Linked DNA regions of Dromaius novaehollandiae: region 2 is linked to region 1. The links are chromatin contacts, called in public Hi-C maps. All regions are on one chromosome and are shown on one strand. The core of a region is the stretch at or near the end of the contact, and the rest is flanking DNA. Distances in the headings are between cores, read along the strand shown.

Evidence for each region. Hi-C and Micro-C count contacts between places; a contact is called where the count stands out from the background.
Region 2: a Hi-C map of liver shows a contact between it and region 1, with 11 times the contacts expected there. The contact joins the enhancer-like site here to the promoter of ATP5PO in region 1. A contact is called at or near these places in 3 of 4 Hi-C or Micro-C datasets (brain, liver and ovary).

Annotation. Positions count from the first base shown.
Region 1 is chr1:117,640,945-117,644,789 of bDroNov1.hap1, forward strand. ATP5PO (ATP synthase peripheral stalk subunit OSCP) reads right to left here and starts at 2,239. Exons shown (of 7, transcript XM_026108549.2): 1 at 2,092-2,239; 2 at 1,862-1,912; 3 at 1,644-1,754; 4 at 1,128-1,257; 5 at 899-1,011. The coding sequence starts at 2,121.
Region 2 is chr1:117,888,967-117,892,811 of bDroNov1.hap1, forward strand. All of the region lies in intron 6 of LOC135330602 (a long non-coding RNA gene), which reads left to right. Among named protein-coding and RNA genes, the nearest start is that of KCNE2, 14 kb to the right of the region's middle. Within about 2 kb of position 2,010, at least 2 of the 2 cell types and tissues checked have open chromatin away from gene starts, as enhancers often do.

The DNA of each region.
Region 1 (3,845 bases), core at 989-3,488:
TAGCTTGAGTAGAAAAATGGTTTCACATGAAGTGCTAGACAGTGACTCAGGACACAGGCACACAGTTCTCAGCCCTGTGGCAGGATTCCAGTATGCTATCAGGTAAGTAACTCTCTTAGCATGGATAATTCTACATTCCTATCAGAAGGACACTGTGAATTTATTTTTGCCTTCCCTATGAGTCACTCAGATATTACTGTGATCAGGAACCAGAAAGGGAAAGAGACTTCACAGAACAGTAATGCTTTTGTTTTGCCATAATTTAAACCTATTTAGCTAGTTATATCTATTAAAGCTATTTAACAGCTAACAGTTTGAGAGCAAAAAGAAAAAGGTAGTGGAAAAGTACTTTTACATACAAAGTGTTAACGAAAACTTGTAAACTCATTAACCTATGAAAATCTTTTCACATATTTCTGAAGACCATCAACTAGACTACGCTTGTGGGCTGCAGAGAGCCATGCAACTTGAAGTGTATGAGACTTATTATTTAGTCCAGGTAGGCAGTTCACTATAGCCCTACCCAAAGGCTATATTGGTTTCAGAGTTCGCCATTTGTCCCAATTACAGCACTCGGCAAATTAGGTAGTTACTCTTCACAAAGTACAATATCAGCCACCACAGGCATTCTTAGTTCAATCGGGTAACTGCCTTACTCTACCTGACAGCTGATCTGTTAACTCTGACCTGCTCAGTACAATCTTGATAACAGATCCAACCAGTAATTGCTGGATACCAAAAAGCCAGTTGCAGAGAGACTTTCACCTTGGTAAGAGGTGAGATTTTTCCTCAGTGTTCATACAGCAAGCTGCTTATGCTAGAGAGAGCAAAATTAAACTAAAGAAGTTTGTCTTTTATGCCATTGCCTGTTAGCTTGGTCTAGATTATTCTAACTCACCTGGGCAGTGGTAACTGTGCACAGCACTTCTCCTCGGTATGCGCTCATGATCTTCCCAAATGCAGAAACAATATCTGGAGTGTAACGCAAGCGACCGTTTTCAGCAAGCAAGTCTGGAAAAGGTGGATGTATTAAGAGGGTTTAAAGCACCCAAAAGAAGCAGGTGTGGTTAGCTACTGGTCATAACAATTAGCCTTAGATGTTTTTCAAAATTCAAATGCTTACTTACTCATCAGGTTGACAGTAATAGGGGACATCTTCTCTTTTGCTAAAACATCGTTTACAGCTTTTTGTTTAACTGTGCTCTTGGTATGAGGGTTCATAACAACACTGGATAGTTTGGGATCCTTCATAAGAGTCTAAGAGAATACACAAATGACATGAAAGCCAGGAATTTTCTAGGCATTACAAGGCCAACCTAGACGATTCAGGGTGGGCAACAAGGTCATTAGTTGAGCAAGAATAAAGAAAGGTCAGAAGTAAGCAGTTAGGAAATAACAACTTCACATGTTGCACATTTACAATATGCTTCTTTCACAGCTGATGCTGTATCACTGCTAAACAACAGGCTGAGGAGCAGCACTAGAGGCAAAAAGGACCAACACAAAAACAGACTGCAGGTACAGGCAGCAGACTTAAAAGGGGGGGGGGGGGGCAGAGTATTTAAGAGCTGAATCCATCCCCTACTGAGAAGCTGTAGGTGAGCCCTGCTGCCCCCAAACTGCCGTGAGAGCTTAGGCCTTACCCAGACTCGGCTCAGCTCCTTCTCTACCTGGTCCAACTTCTTCTGCTTGGAGGCGGCGGAGTACAGCGCGGTGGCGTAGCGGCCCTCCAGCCCGTATACCTGGATGGGGGGCTGGGGAGCGAGAGCAGGCGGGCGCTGAGAGCTGCCCGGAGCCGGGGAGCCTACGGCTCGCCGGTGACCCCCTTCCTCCTCCTCCCCCTTTCCCCAGACCCCCTCACCTTGACCAGCTTGGAGACAGGCCTCGCCGCGGACATGCTCAGGTGCCGCACCTGCGGGACGCATGTAACGGGTAGCATCGCGGCGCAACCGCCACCTCGGGCCGGGCGCGCGCATGGGGGTGGGTGAGGCAGGGAGGGGGCTCGAGATCCCGCACTGACACGGGGGAGGGGGGTAGACACACACAGTCCCATCTCCCCGCGCCCTCCCCCGCGCCCTCCCCGCCCGTCACCTTCAGACAGAGCCCCGCGGCCGCCGCCATCTTCTCCGACCGCCACTCTAGGTCACAGCGGAGCCCCGCCGCCGGTGACGCGACGCGCACGCGCGGCCGCCGACAACCTTTTCCGCCCCCTCCGTCCTCCTTGCTGCGGGGCGCACTGGGAGAGGTAGTTCTGAAGGGCGGCCTGCCGCGCGCTGCCTGCTGGGAGGTGTAGTTCCTCGGAGGGGAAGGGGGGCGGCCGGGCGCGCGCGCCCAAGGGCCCAGCGCCCTCCGCCCCTGGCTGCGCCGCCGGGCGTGCTGCTCCCCCAGGCCCTCCGAGCCGCCTTGGCTGGGGATTAGAGGGGAAAAGCCATGAGTCAGGGCCCCATGGCTGCCTAGCAAGTCTGAGGGGTGAGGCAAAGGTGGCTGCAGCTCTCCTCCCGTGGGAGCCTGCTGTTTTTTGGTGGCCGGGTGGTTTGTGCCTGGCCCGCACATGAAGGAAAGGAAAGCGGAGGCACTGCTGACATCCTTGGCCTCCAGGTGCTGAAGCTGTAACTGTAACACCACATATGGTGAAACTCAAGATGAAAAATCCCTGTCTTTGTGCCCCTTCCCACATGTCATCTTGTGTAGCTGAAAATTATTTTTCGCAGAAAGAGTCATAGGAATGTGGCTCCAGAGACAATTACAGTAACCACAGCAATTGCTCTCCTTGCAGGCCCCAACCCAGTATGTGACTGTCTTGCATGAGCAGTTGCAACATGTTCTCCAGTTCGGTCACTGCAGTCTGATTATTTGTGTCTTTGCAGGTCGAGGGGCTAAGGGAAGGGAAAAGTCATCTGTGCCACAAGGATCACTTGGGCGGCTTGCAATTATTGTAGTATGGTGAAGTGACTTATGACTTAGCATCTAATGCCCTTTCCTGTGTTCCTGTGAGGTTCCTGTAATTCACTCAAACATATTTCCTCCATTCAGAGGCACCAAGAAAGAAATCTTCACATAAAAGTTCTTCAAAAGAGAAAATGTGAGCTGTGCTTTCCTCACAGACATCTCTGGTGTCCTCTAGCACAGTGAAACTCTCTGAAATATGATGATCTATTTCCTCCCCTTGGATAAACTAGATCCAAACATCTCCTGGGGCAAAGAGACAATCTTCCAGGTAAAGCGTAGGGCAGGCAATCTGAATTTTAGCTCTGACTTTGTCACGGTCTCCCTGTGTGACCTTGAACAGCTCACCCAAGTCCTGCATATCGCTGCACTATCTTGAATGATTAAACTCTTTCTCTCCCTAATTCTTCCATCTTTTCTACGAGAAAAGGTAAAACAATTGGCTGCTTCATAGAGCTGTTACAAAATTTGAGTAATTATTGACTAGCTCAGTCTGGAGGTGCTATTGAAATACAAAGCATTGCATTAATGACGAACATGCTACATCAGTATGCAGGGCAGACTTTAAACACTAGATGTTGCTGTTGCTACAAATTGAAAGACTAATGATCACCTTTGTGATCACCCTGGCTAAGACAAACCTAGAGAATTATAACCATGCTCTGCAGGAAACACAGCCTTAATAAAAAAGCTGTGCTACCATCCTACCAGAGATAAGACAAGATCACCAATGTGCTTTCTTCTAGATGTTGGAATTTGGTTCCTTCTTCTGTCTCTAGCTGTGCTTGCTGTGGTGACATTCAAAGATATACAAGTATAGTCCATGACACATTTAAGCCTGACATAACACCATTCTTCTGAATAATTTTAATATCTATGGTACTAAGAAATGCATATCT
Region 2 (3,845 bases), core at 760-3,259, 250 kb after region 1:
CCAGTCCTACAGCTCCTTGTGATCACTGTGCAGGCTCTCTCGCTGCACAGGTACTACTTCACCTCAGTACCAGTGAGCAGAGTTCCTCCGCATCTCAAACCTTGATGCACATGGATTGTCCAAAATGAGGAGGTTGTGCCACTGGTGGTGAACTGTACTGTGTATCCCGCCCATGTAGGGTTGGGGAGCCTAGCATACACCTGATTCATACGAAGGGTGTTGCTAGGCAGCTATGGTTTTCCTGAGTAACAGACTTTTCCACTAGGAGGGCACATACAGGGCAGCAAGCCATGATTTGCTATGTGTCTAAGCCAAAGTCCTGTGTAGTAAAGGGAGCTTGTCCCAGGGGCTTGTCCTCCAGCTTTGCACTTGTGCAGCTAGTGCTGCAGTGCTGTTCCCCATAGCTCTCTCTTGGGCTCCTCCACCTTGTTCCATCAACATCAAATTATGTGGCTCAAAACCAGACTTCCTGGTTCCCTTCTTTTGCTGCTTAGGTCATATTTTGGGGAGTCATTCTGGGGAATAGGGGAGTTTACAATAAGTTATTCTGGAGCAACAACGATGTCAGCATCATCCGAGGATTAGTTGGTGGAAAAGCCCTTGATGCTGAATGAGCTGGTGGAAGGGTTGGTGGGGTGAGCTTGGTAGGTGGAAGCATGACAAGCCTTCTGGGTGCATGACTGGGATAGGGTAGGCAGTCTGGCTTTAAGGGCAAAGAGCTTGCTGTCAGGATACAATGACCCTAGCCAAAGAGTGACTGTTGCTGCCAGGCTTATGGTGAGACTGTAGCCAGATGAGGCCATTGTCACATGGATGTGTCACTACTACCATCCTCTCTGAGAGCTGCAAATTGTCCTTCAAATCTACATCCTCCTGGTGGGTGATTCTTCTTTCATCCAAGGGCTTTCCTTGCCTGAAAGGCTTGCATGAAAGTCAACAGACTACCTGAAAGGCTACATACTTGAGACTGAAATATCTTTCCCCATCTCAAGTGGTTGTTCCCGCTCTTGGCTTTGAAGTCCTCCTTTAACTTTTTCACCTTTGCCCAGCATGGCTCTCCAATCTGCATTTACCCCAGTGGCCAGTCTGTCCAGGGATCTCTGCATACCTACAGCTGTTGCAGGTCCTCACTGTGAAATCATGGCCCTGCACATATTTCTTCTTCCCACCCCTCCAACCCCTCTGCCCCGGTTAGTGACGACTGTGTGAGCCTTATCTGGCTTCAGACAAGTAGCTCCCACCATTCAGTGTTCAAGTGTTTGGCATGCCTGGCTGCAGAGATGTAGATTAGAGTGTTTTGCTGGCAGTGCCCAGCTTCTGAAGAGACATGTTGTGTTTGAAGGGACAAGAGAGGGGGACCAGGCACCATGGCCTGTGTTGCTGGTGCTCAGAGAGTCTGGCCTCAAGGGAGCTTCAGGGGCAGGTGAACAGGGCAGAACAGGCACAGATTGGAGGCACAGATAAGAGCTGACTCACTCAAATCCCTCAGCCAGGGAGACTTTATGTTTAAGGGGAGAGAGAAAACAAAAACCCATACTGTCGCCTTATCACAGGCTTGAGATTGTGGTCCAGTGGAGTGAGACTGGATGGACAGAAGCCTAATCTGGCTCAGGTCTGCTATTTGCCTGTTGGGTGGTCTTGGCATTCTGCTTGCTTTTCCGTCTGTGAAATGGGGCTAAGTGGTGCTTACCTTTGTTTTCAAGACCTTTCAGGTCTCAGCATGAAATGTATTATGTAAACGAGGAAGGTTCTCAGTTTTATTTCTTAGCAATGAACACCAGACCTTGAATTTTGACCTTTCCATGTTGTTTGTTTTTTTTTTACGAGTATCCATACTTGCTTCACCAGGCCTGAACTAAGTGGACTGGTAGCAATTGAAGGTCAGGATTATTTTCCTGCCAGCTCTAACCATATAACTAGGGGTTTCAGCAGTGCTGGAGGGGGGTATATTTATGGGCATGCAGATGAGCCACCATTTGGAAGCATTTCTGTTGGTATGTGGAGGGATGGAAGTACAGCTCTGTGGGGACACGGTGTGGTCGCTCCTGAAAACGGCACCTGATCTGCATGAAATGAACCTCTGGCTTTCTCTTTAGCTATATATAGGCATAGTGCAAGACCGAAGATGAATTTGCATGTCATAATAGTAGAGTAAATATAATTGCCAACTTGTAAAGTTACCTAGCTGTTGGCTCCTGCCTTTTGGTTGGCCAAACTTTGACACTGACCAGCTTGCAAAGATGAAAAATATTGACTGTCTTCTGCACTTTGACTCCTGATGACTTTGCACTCGATCTTCTTGGCCAGATTCAGTGGAGATGCTAAGTGTATCTCAGCCAGTGTAAATCATGCCTCCTTCTGTCTTGCTCCATTTGTAAATGATACCAACCTAGACACTGTGTTTGCCTCTACAACAACTGCACATGGATAGGCTTTCTCTGGGAATTTTAATCTAACTGGGAAAGTTATTTCCATGCAAACTGCCCCCCTCAATACAGTTCAATGTGCCCACTAGGCTGTACAGCCTGTGAAGAAGTCTGTCTGAGCCTACACTGCTATAGCTATCCCTGCTACCTAAATTTCAGGTTTAACCTTCCTTGGAACTTTTCCAGCAGTAATTTAGACTACCCTAGATTCAAGTCCTGTCTTTGATAGGTAACTCCTACATAGATAATATATACATCAAATCTGAAGCTGAAAAACTGAAAGACCCTGATCCCTCATTTCCCACAGCTTATCATCTAGCTGGAGGGATGTGCAGGAGGTACTGTTAACTCAACTGGGCCAAGCCCAGACTTCTCCTTGTCTGGCGTGGGTGCTACTATCCTGATTTCTGAATTAAAGTCCTCCCTTCCTAAGGAGGAACATGGCTTTGATGTCCATGAGCTAACCTCTGGATTATCCCTTCTCTGAACTTGTTCATATATGCACCCAAGAGATCCCGTTAAACTTTCTGCTGCAGCCAGCAGTAGCGGCAGAGGGAGGGTGCTGTGCTGAACCATGCAGTAATACCCTCTCTGTGGACTGGATCCATAACCATGACAGCTGACTGAAGAAACAGCAACAAAGCAAGGAACTCACCAACCTGTCAAAACCTAAGGGTTTTCGGTTTGGATGAGATTTTGACTCACCCATCTCACAACTCCTCAGTAGCCCAGGCACCATACAGACTGCCCCTGCACCCCCACCCACCTACCTGAGACTCCATTCCCTTTCCAAGAGGAAGGTGCAATGTTTGAGTTTTAGTTCAGGTTGGAAGGAGATTACATTTTGTAACAAAAAAAATTGTATGTGAAATGGAATTAGTGTTTTCTGCCTAGTTCTCATAGTGATGCTGTAGAGACTGTGAATTTGGATCCCTGCTTTGCACATGCATTTGAGATTGTTTCCCTGATAGAGCTGAAGATCTCATAAAATTTATCAGGGACTTTGCTCTGGGATTCTGATTAATCTAGAAAGAGCTCAGATGTACAGTGATATGTATCAGGATCAGATTCTATTGCAAAGATGGCTCTGAGTTCCTCAGTTCCGTCAGTTTAAGAGAATAGCTGGTTTCAATGCATTATTAATGATGCTTGACATGGCATTTGATCTCTGATTCCACAAAGTTCAGGACTGTTCAGATGAGCCTTTCGTCCTTACTCTTCTCATTATGTGAGTTTCAGACACCCACGATGTAATATTAATGATTAATTAAAAATACCCCTCACCTTGGAATTAGTAATAGACATTCTTGTTTAAAAGAGCAAGGGAATTCTAGGACACTAACAGTTATGTGGGGACTCTCAGGCAGACTTTCATCATCCAGGTAGCACGGATGTTGCGTGCAAGGTAGGGCATAATAC